Linked DNA regions of Mus musculus: region 2 is linked to region 1. The links are chromatin contacts, called in public ChIA-PET maps. All regions are on one chromosome and are shown on one strand. Each heading gives the region's core, a stretch centred on a gene start, on an enhancer-like site or on the middle of the called end of the contact. The rest is flanking DNA. Distances are from core to core; before and after follow the strand shown. Region 1 holds the start of Mcoln2 (mucolipin 2). Region 2 holds the start of 2410004B18Rik (RIKEN cDNA 2410004B18 gene).

Region 1 (3,675 bases), core at 141-2,640:
CAGAGACAGGGGGATTTCTGAGTTCGAGGCCAGCCTGGTCTACAGAGTGAGTTCCAGGACAGCCAGGGCTACACAGAGAAACCCTGTCTCGAAAAAAACAAAAACAAAAGAAAAGAACACACCTCTGTAGCCCCACCAACATGGTTTTATAGTTCAAAACCGGTCTTTTGAAGGTCTGAGAAGTCTATGCCACCCTTGCAGAAAAGCATCCATTCAGGTAGCCATCATAGACTAACTTCCCTATGGCTCAGTTTCCTTGCTGGCTTCAAGAACATCCTGCTAGGAAGGAGAGGCCGCTCCCTGCTCCCTTAGAAAACTTTAACAGCCCGCCACTATTTGTTTTAAGAGCAGCAAGCAGGAGCCAAAGGCCACTTTGTCCTCACCTCCCCGGCTCAATTGCGCTGCTGCAGACATTCAAACTCAGGAGAGGCCGCTTGGCAGAGCCACCTGGCTTCACTGAACGCCTTTTCATAGAGCTGGGGAAACCAGGGTTGACCACACCGCAACCCTCCCACCTAAGAAAAAGTCGGTTTGTTCCGGAAGGCAAACAATCAGCCTCATTTTTAACCGAGTGCAAGCAGTTAGCATTAGTTTGCCCGGGGTAGCAAGAACTCTAAGGTAGAGCAAACCAGGATCTTTTCAGAGTCCTGTCACCAGGAAAGAAACACACACACACACACACACACACACACACACATACACACCAAAAAACAAAAGTCATAAAACATCTGATCCCTCTCTGTCTCTCCGGGTCTCTTGCCTGGGAAAACCGTCAGTTTCAGGGCCAGCCATCCTCCTTCAGAACTTTCCAGGGCTCCCGGGACTGAAGGAGCTAGACCCATTCCCCGCCCAGAGGTTCAGTGGCCCCCAAATGAAAGCCTTAGGGGACCAAAGCCTCTTACCCTTCCAGTCAGCGCTCTGATCTCAGCCCCGGGACTTTGCGGAAAAGCGGCTGTGTGCACCCTGGTCGCTACGCGTGGCCCTGTCCTCCCGCCACGCCCCCCGCGTCCCCACCCTCGGCCGCTGACTTCCTTCAGCGCTGGGCGACCCAGGGCGCTGTCACGAAGGACTTTTGCTACGTAGCGGAGAGCCCGGACGCGAGGCAGAATGGGGTCCACGTGTGAGCTCAGGGACACCTTCTCGGCGGGAGATATTCCAGGAGGGGACGCTGGAATCCAGACGACCACCAGACATGGTCCACTGGGGGAGTACCCACCTGTGGTGGGGACCCCAAGTCAGGTCCGGGACGCGGTTCCACGCAGGCAGGTCCAGCGTCTCCTCGTCTCCGGGCATGACGTGACCCCAAATTCCCTCAGTCCCCACGGTCCCCACACCCGGCTCCGCCTACGGGTGTCTGCGAGATGCAGGTGGAGTGGACGCCCTTATAAAGGGAAGTCGTCCGGAAAGCCTGCTATGAGGCCGCCCGTCGTCCACCCCGCCCCCCTGGCCGTCCTGACCTCCTCCCTCCCGCCCCATTCCCCACCCCACCACCCCACCCCCGCCCCCAGACCTCTGACTCCTTCAAAAGTTCATTGCATTTCTTTTGAGCTCACCATGTGGCCCACACTGGCAACCAGAGCAATCCTCCGGCCTCAGCCTCCTGAGTACTAAGATTACAACAAGCACGTGCTACCAACGCTGGGATTTTGGACAAGTAAAGTGTTGGTACTGAGTTCTACCGGATGCTCCTCCCTCTTGGAATCAATAAGTTCGTGGGGATGGGTTTCTTCACTAAGGAGTCTTTATTCTGATAACTCCCTAACAAGTAGTTAGGATGACAGGGCAAGCATGTGGAAAGCAAGACCCCAGCCTCAGCCACCAAGTCAGCTTTCTGCAGCCAGTCTGCTTGACCCCTGAGTAGCCCAGAGTAGCCCACCCCAGCGGCCTCTATGCCCTTCCCCCTTGTTGCCTGAAAGCAGGGGCTTCAAGACAATTGGTTTCTATGAACCTGGCTACAGTACCCAACCTGAAGCTAGCAGGGCCTTTTGGACAGAACCGGCTCAGAGGCTCCTGTCGTCACCATGCAGTGGAGCTAACTAAACCCCTAAGTTTCCAGGCTATGTGCGTTAGGAAGTGTTCGAAAGGTCCCCATGTTTAGCTAGGGCAAAGGACAGTTTGTAGAGGATTATGTAGAAAGAGCTGGACAGAGCCTTTTGGACCCTTTGTGTAAGGTTTTTGTTTTTTGTTTTGTTTTGTTTTTTGCTTTTTGAGACAACCTCATATAACTGAGACTGGCCTCCAACTTGCTATGAAGCTGACGCTGGCCTTGAACCTGGTCCTCCTGTCTGCACCTCACAAGGGCTGTTGGTGTTGAGGAATATTCTGCCCCACCCCCACCCTTCCAAATCTACTCTGTTTTAAAAAGTCACTTTCCAAAAACTACTGGGTAAAAATGCTTGAGTTTTGTTTGTTTTTGTTTTTCCAAATTTCTTTTAGGAAATACGCTTACTGGGTATGGAAAGTCTGAGAAAGTCTGTCTGAAAAGTCACAGTGCCCACCGTACCTTCATGCTCAGGATTCTGTACACTGCCCCCTCCCCCCAGTGTAGCCAGTCCTGGGTTTGACCCCAGAATCATGGGGTGGACAGAGAGAATCCATTCCAGCAAGTCCTCTGGTCTCTGCAAGTCATGAGTGATACCTATGTGTGGGGTACACACACACACACACACACACACACACACACACACACACACGAGAGAGAGAGAGAGAGAGAGAGAGAGAGAGAGAGAGAGAGAGAGAGTGTATGTGTTCACAGACATTTGTTACTACTCCCAAGTCACATAAACAGCCACTAGCAGACGAACTCTTTCTATTTAGGTCTCTGACACTCCAAAACCTTTCTTCTTACTATATCTACCCACTGACAAGACAGGTCATTAAACAGTTGCTGGTGTCCAGTAACTTTCTTCATTGGCAAATGTTTCTCTAAACAGATTCCCACCTGTGACAATCTAGAAACAGTCTCACCGGTGGAGAAAATATGTCTTTTCCTAGGTAGTTGTAAAAGATACATTTATCTAGGTATGAGGTCCCTGTCATTTCTAGGAGATGGGGGTCTCATAACTGATGTTTAGCATTCTGTCCCCTCTTCCAAGGCATCCCCTGAGCAGTCAGTGCAGATGTATCCAATATCCAATGTCAAGTGGTCAGCCCTGAAATCCTATATACAAAAGCCATACTAAAGTGTACTCAACAAGATATATAATAATCAAAAGGTCACCTACTTGAGAGGGAGTGAGAGAGACACAGGAGGGGTTGGAGAAGCAACAAGAAAGGGAAAAGTAATGTTATTATATTTTAATTAAAAACTCTAAATAAAATTTAAAGATACATTTATCTAAATAGCTGTTACTAATGAAACTTGTATCTCAAATAAGTATATTTGAGATCTATTTAAAATAAGCTTGGGTGTGGTGCACTATGGTCCTGGCATTTTGGAGGCTGAGTCAGGGGGATCGCAGTGAGTTGGAGAAGAGCTTGGATCACAACGTAAGTACAGGCCAGTCTGACCTGCACAACACCACACAGTCTCAAATTTTAATAAAAGTAAATGTAGATATATAACCAGAAAGCAAAATCTTTTTTTTAAGGGGGCTTTATTTTATTTTTAGTTACATGTATAATGCCGGTGTGTCTATGTGTGAGAATGTATACCTGAGTGCAGGTGTCTGGATG
Region 2 (3,245 bases), core at 538-3,037, 210 kb after region 1:
AGGGGGACCGAACGGGTCACACAACTCTCCAGCTCTCTTCAGTTTGTAGAGGTTCGGGGGCAAGCCAGTTACACAATCAGATATCAACTGTAGAAGCTCACTACTAGCTACAGTTGGAGACAGAGATTTGCAGGAAGAGATTACTGCAGCAGTCTAGGCACGACAGAAACGAGATTACCAACAAGGCAAGGAAATCAAACCACTCCAGGCCTGCTCCTACACAGCTGCTTCACGCTGCAACCCTGATTAGCTGAAGCACTGCTGTCTCAACAGAAGCGAAGCCTTCAGTGGGTCACAAATGCAGGACAAGGACCCGCGAGCGAGTTCACACCCGCCGCTCTAATAAGGCATCATACCCAGAGACCTCTGAGACTACTTTCAGGCAGAATCCTTACAAACGGAGCGGAAACGTGGGTTGCTGGCACACACCTTCAGTCCTAGCACTGAGATACTGAGGCACAGACAGGCTGGGCTGGCCTCACTCAAGAGACTGGTCTACATAATGAGTTCCGAGAACATTCAGGTTACATAGACCTTGTCTCCCCCCAAAACAAAACAAAAAACCCGAACGATCGAAAGACCGTTAGCATCCAAAGACAATTTCTGGGCAAGCCTTCCAACTCACTAGGCTGTAAACCTTGTCCGGAAGGATTTTCTTCTTTCTGAGTGCTGAAATCTTAAACAACAACACTCCTCTCTCTTACCTGATTCCACTGTCTCCTCCCCTTCAGGCAGAAGCCTGGCTTTCTTGGCGTTCTGTGGGGCATCGTCTCCATTGTCTTCATAGATATTCGACCATTTGATCGCCATGTCCAGCTCTGGCGGCGGCGGCTTCTTCTCAGTAGTGTAGGTCTCTGGGGGCGGCACGCAGTTGGACTTCCAGATCTTGAACTCCTTTGGAGGCTGTCGAGTAAGCACATTAAGAAACCCTGTGACGAACCGAGGTTCCCGCGATGGATACGAGCGCATGCACCTCCCTGCTCATCATTCTGGCTGACTTTCCTCTTTCTTTCTTTTTTAAAATCCTTTAGGCTTAAAAGACACTTTTTTTTTTCCATCAACATCACAACACTGTTAGGTGAAAAAGTCAAAGGGTTCCCTGGATAAATAAAGCTAATAACTTTTAGTTACCAAAGGAGGATGCAGTCCCAGATACTACGGCCAGGCTGACCCCTTCAGGAGGCTGCAGCAGAGACGCTGTCTTGGAGGCAGCAGCGCAGGCACTTCGGCGTCAAAGGGAAGGGGTCTCGGGGAGAAGCTGCAGCGGGGGGCGGGGAGTCACCACCGTTAGTCGTCGCCCGGCTGGGACCCCCGAGCGCGGAGGGGCGGGCCCGGGCTGACACCCCCCGGGCTCCCGGGGCCGTGGGGACGCGCGGCGCGGCGCGGGCTGAGTGCGAGCCGGGGGTGGGCGAGCGGGCGGAGGGGCAAGCGGGCGTCGGGCCCCGGGGCGGCCGCGGGGCCGGGGATCTCACCTCCTCCGGCGCTTTCACCACATGCCGCTCCCAGTCGATCTGCTTGTTGAGCGGGTTGTAGAGGAAGGCCGGGCGGGTCACGCTGCGGAACAGCTCGTCCGGGCCGGGCAGCCGCTTCTCCGCCTGCTTCCCGCGGCCGCCCGTCGTCGGAGCCGAGGCCGCCTCCTTGCGACCCGCGTCTTCCGGCTCGCTGTTCTCATCCGACGAGTCGGAGCTGCTGCTCCCGTAAGCCGCGAAGTAGCTCAACGGGTCCTTCTCTTCGGCTGCCATGACGGCCGCGGGTTCCCACCCTCTCTCGGCCGGAAGCCGGAAGCCGGAAGCCACGGCTGATCCCGCCCCCCAGGCTGGCGAGTTATCCATTTGCGCCCCCTAGCGGCGGAGCCGCGCTCCTACTCATGGGCGGAGATTGGAAGGATGCTGGAGGCGGGGATTCCACAGCCCTCAAGCAAGTTATTTATTTGTTTTTTCTTAAGGATCTCTGGGAAAAAGCAGCGGGAGCCTTAGGATACCCGGAGGGAAATCAGTGGCCACAGTCACACTCTGGGCTTGTAATTTAAAGCAGAGAAAAACCAAACATGCATACCTATAATCCTAGGCAAATTTGAGGGCCAGCGAGGTGCATGTAAGTCCTTTCTTAACAGCTAATACAGTGCAGGAGACGTTGTCTACCAAACAGTAAGAACAAGCAAGCAGGGGGTGGGGGCGCACACTTCTAACCCCAGCACTTGAGAAGATGAGACCGGAGTATTGCCACAAACTAGAGGTCAATGGTGAAATTTTACAGCCCCCCACCCCAAGTTGGTACCATTGTAAATATTTAGATCCCAGTTAAAAATGCCTGGTCAGAGGTGACATAGTCATTAATAACTTGCCATTTGGTCTGATTCTTATCTGCTAAATTCTACAGAAAAATACGAAGTCTGGTAATGGAACGGGCTAGACTGCCTTGTTCAGGTTTATATTCCTAGTATTTATTTTGGTGACCGTCCCTGGAGTACATCAAGGAATATTGCTGGGTTGTAATTTCTGAGATAATAGGTCTGAGTGTTTCTAGAAAAACTTCCTTCCGTCCAAGTACCTAGACTTGACAGAGATACAATTGTTCCCAAAGTACAAAGTCCTGGGTTACCCAAATCATCCTCAGATCTGACATCATTAGCAAATTCAGGGTCCCCTCACGCACCCTCCAGCCTGGTAATGTGACAAAATTGTAGAACCCGCTGAAAGCTGAGTAACCACGTGTATATAGCTACAGTTTACTGCAGCAAATATAGCATAAGTCCAACCAAGGGAAGATGGGCGAGGAGCGGTCCAGAGGAGTCCTCATTCAGAGCTTCCGGTTACCCTCCGGAAACATGAACCAAATCAGTGCAGCTCAGGAGGCAGAGCTCGCTGCCTGGTACTGGGTTCCAGTACCAGCACCCATATAAACTGGGCATGGTGGTGTGTATTTGTAATCTCAGCGCGTGGTGGAAATGGGGTGAATGTACAAGGCTCCGACACCCGTGGCCGTGCTTGTTTATATAATGAGTTTGGGGAAAAACCATAGGGAAGGTACATGGACAAGTGAAACCCCAGGATGTCCAGGAAACTTTAGAGTAGCATCAAGATGCTGGGCTGGCAGAAGGCTCTTAGATGGGGTAAAGAATCTCTAGCATTAAAAATTTAAACTTGAGAGCTGGAGAGATGGCTCAGGGGTTAAGAGCACTGACTGCTCTTCCAGAGGTCCTGAGTTCAATTCCCAGCAACCACATGGTGGCTCACAACCATCTG

What was found. ChIA-PET counts read pairs in DNA pulled down with a chosen protein or histone mark.
Region 2: an RNA polymerase II ChIA-PET map of memory CD8 T cells shows a contact between it and region 1, with 1,049 read pairs. The contact joins the promoter of 2410004B18Rik here to the promoter of Mcoln2 in region 1. A contact is called at or near these places in 19 of 39 promoter capture datasets (the 3T3-L1 cell line, 3T3-L1-derived adipocytes, the C10 cell line and 13 more), 1 of 15 datasets of contacts at CTCF or cohesin (large pre-B cells), 8 of 484 Hi-C or Micro-C datasets (B cells, CD8 T cells, LSK cells and 5 more), 16 of 115 datasets of contacts at active chromatin or transcription factors (the 230-238 cell line, DN3 thymocytes, the SCID.adh cell line and 10 more) and 4 of 9 other capture datasets (adipose tissue, liver, macrophages and 1 more).

What each region holds. Positions count from the first base shown.
Region 1 is chr3:146,147,548-146,151,222 of GRCm38.p6, reverse strand. Mcoln2 (mucolipin 2) reads right to left here and starts at 1,390. Exons shown (of 14, transcript NM_026656.5): 1 at 1,217-1,390. The coding sequence starts at 1,293.
Region 2 is chr3:145,936,556-145,939,800 of GRCm38.p6, reverse strand. 2410004B18Rik (RIKEN cDNA 2410004B18 gene) reads right to left here and starts at 1,787. Exons shown (of 3, transcript NM_025555.5): 1 at 1,473-1,787; 2 at 705-903. The coding sequence starts at 1,742.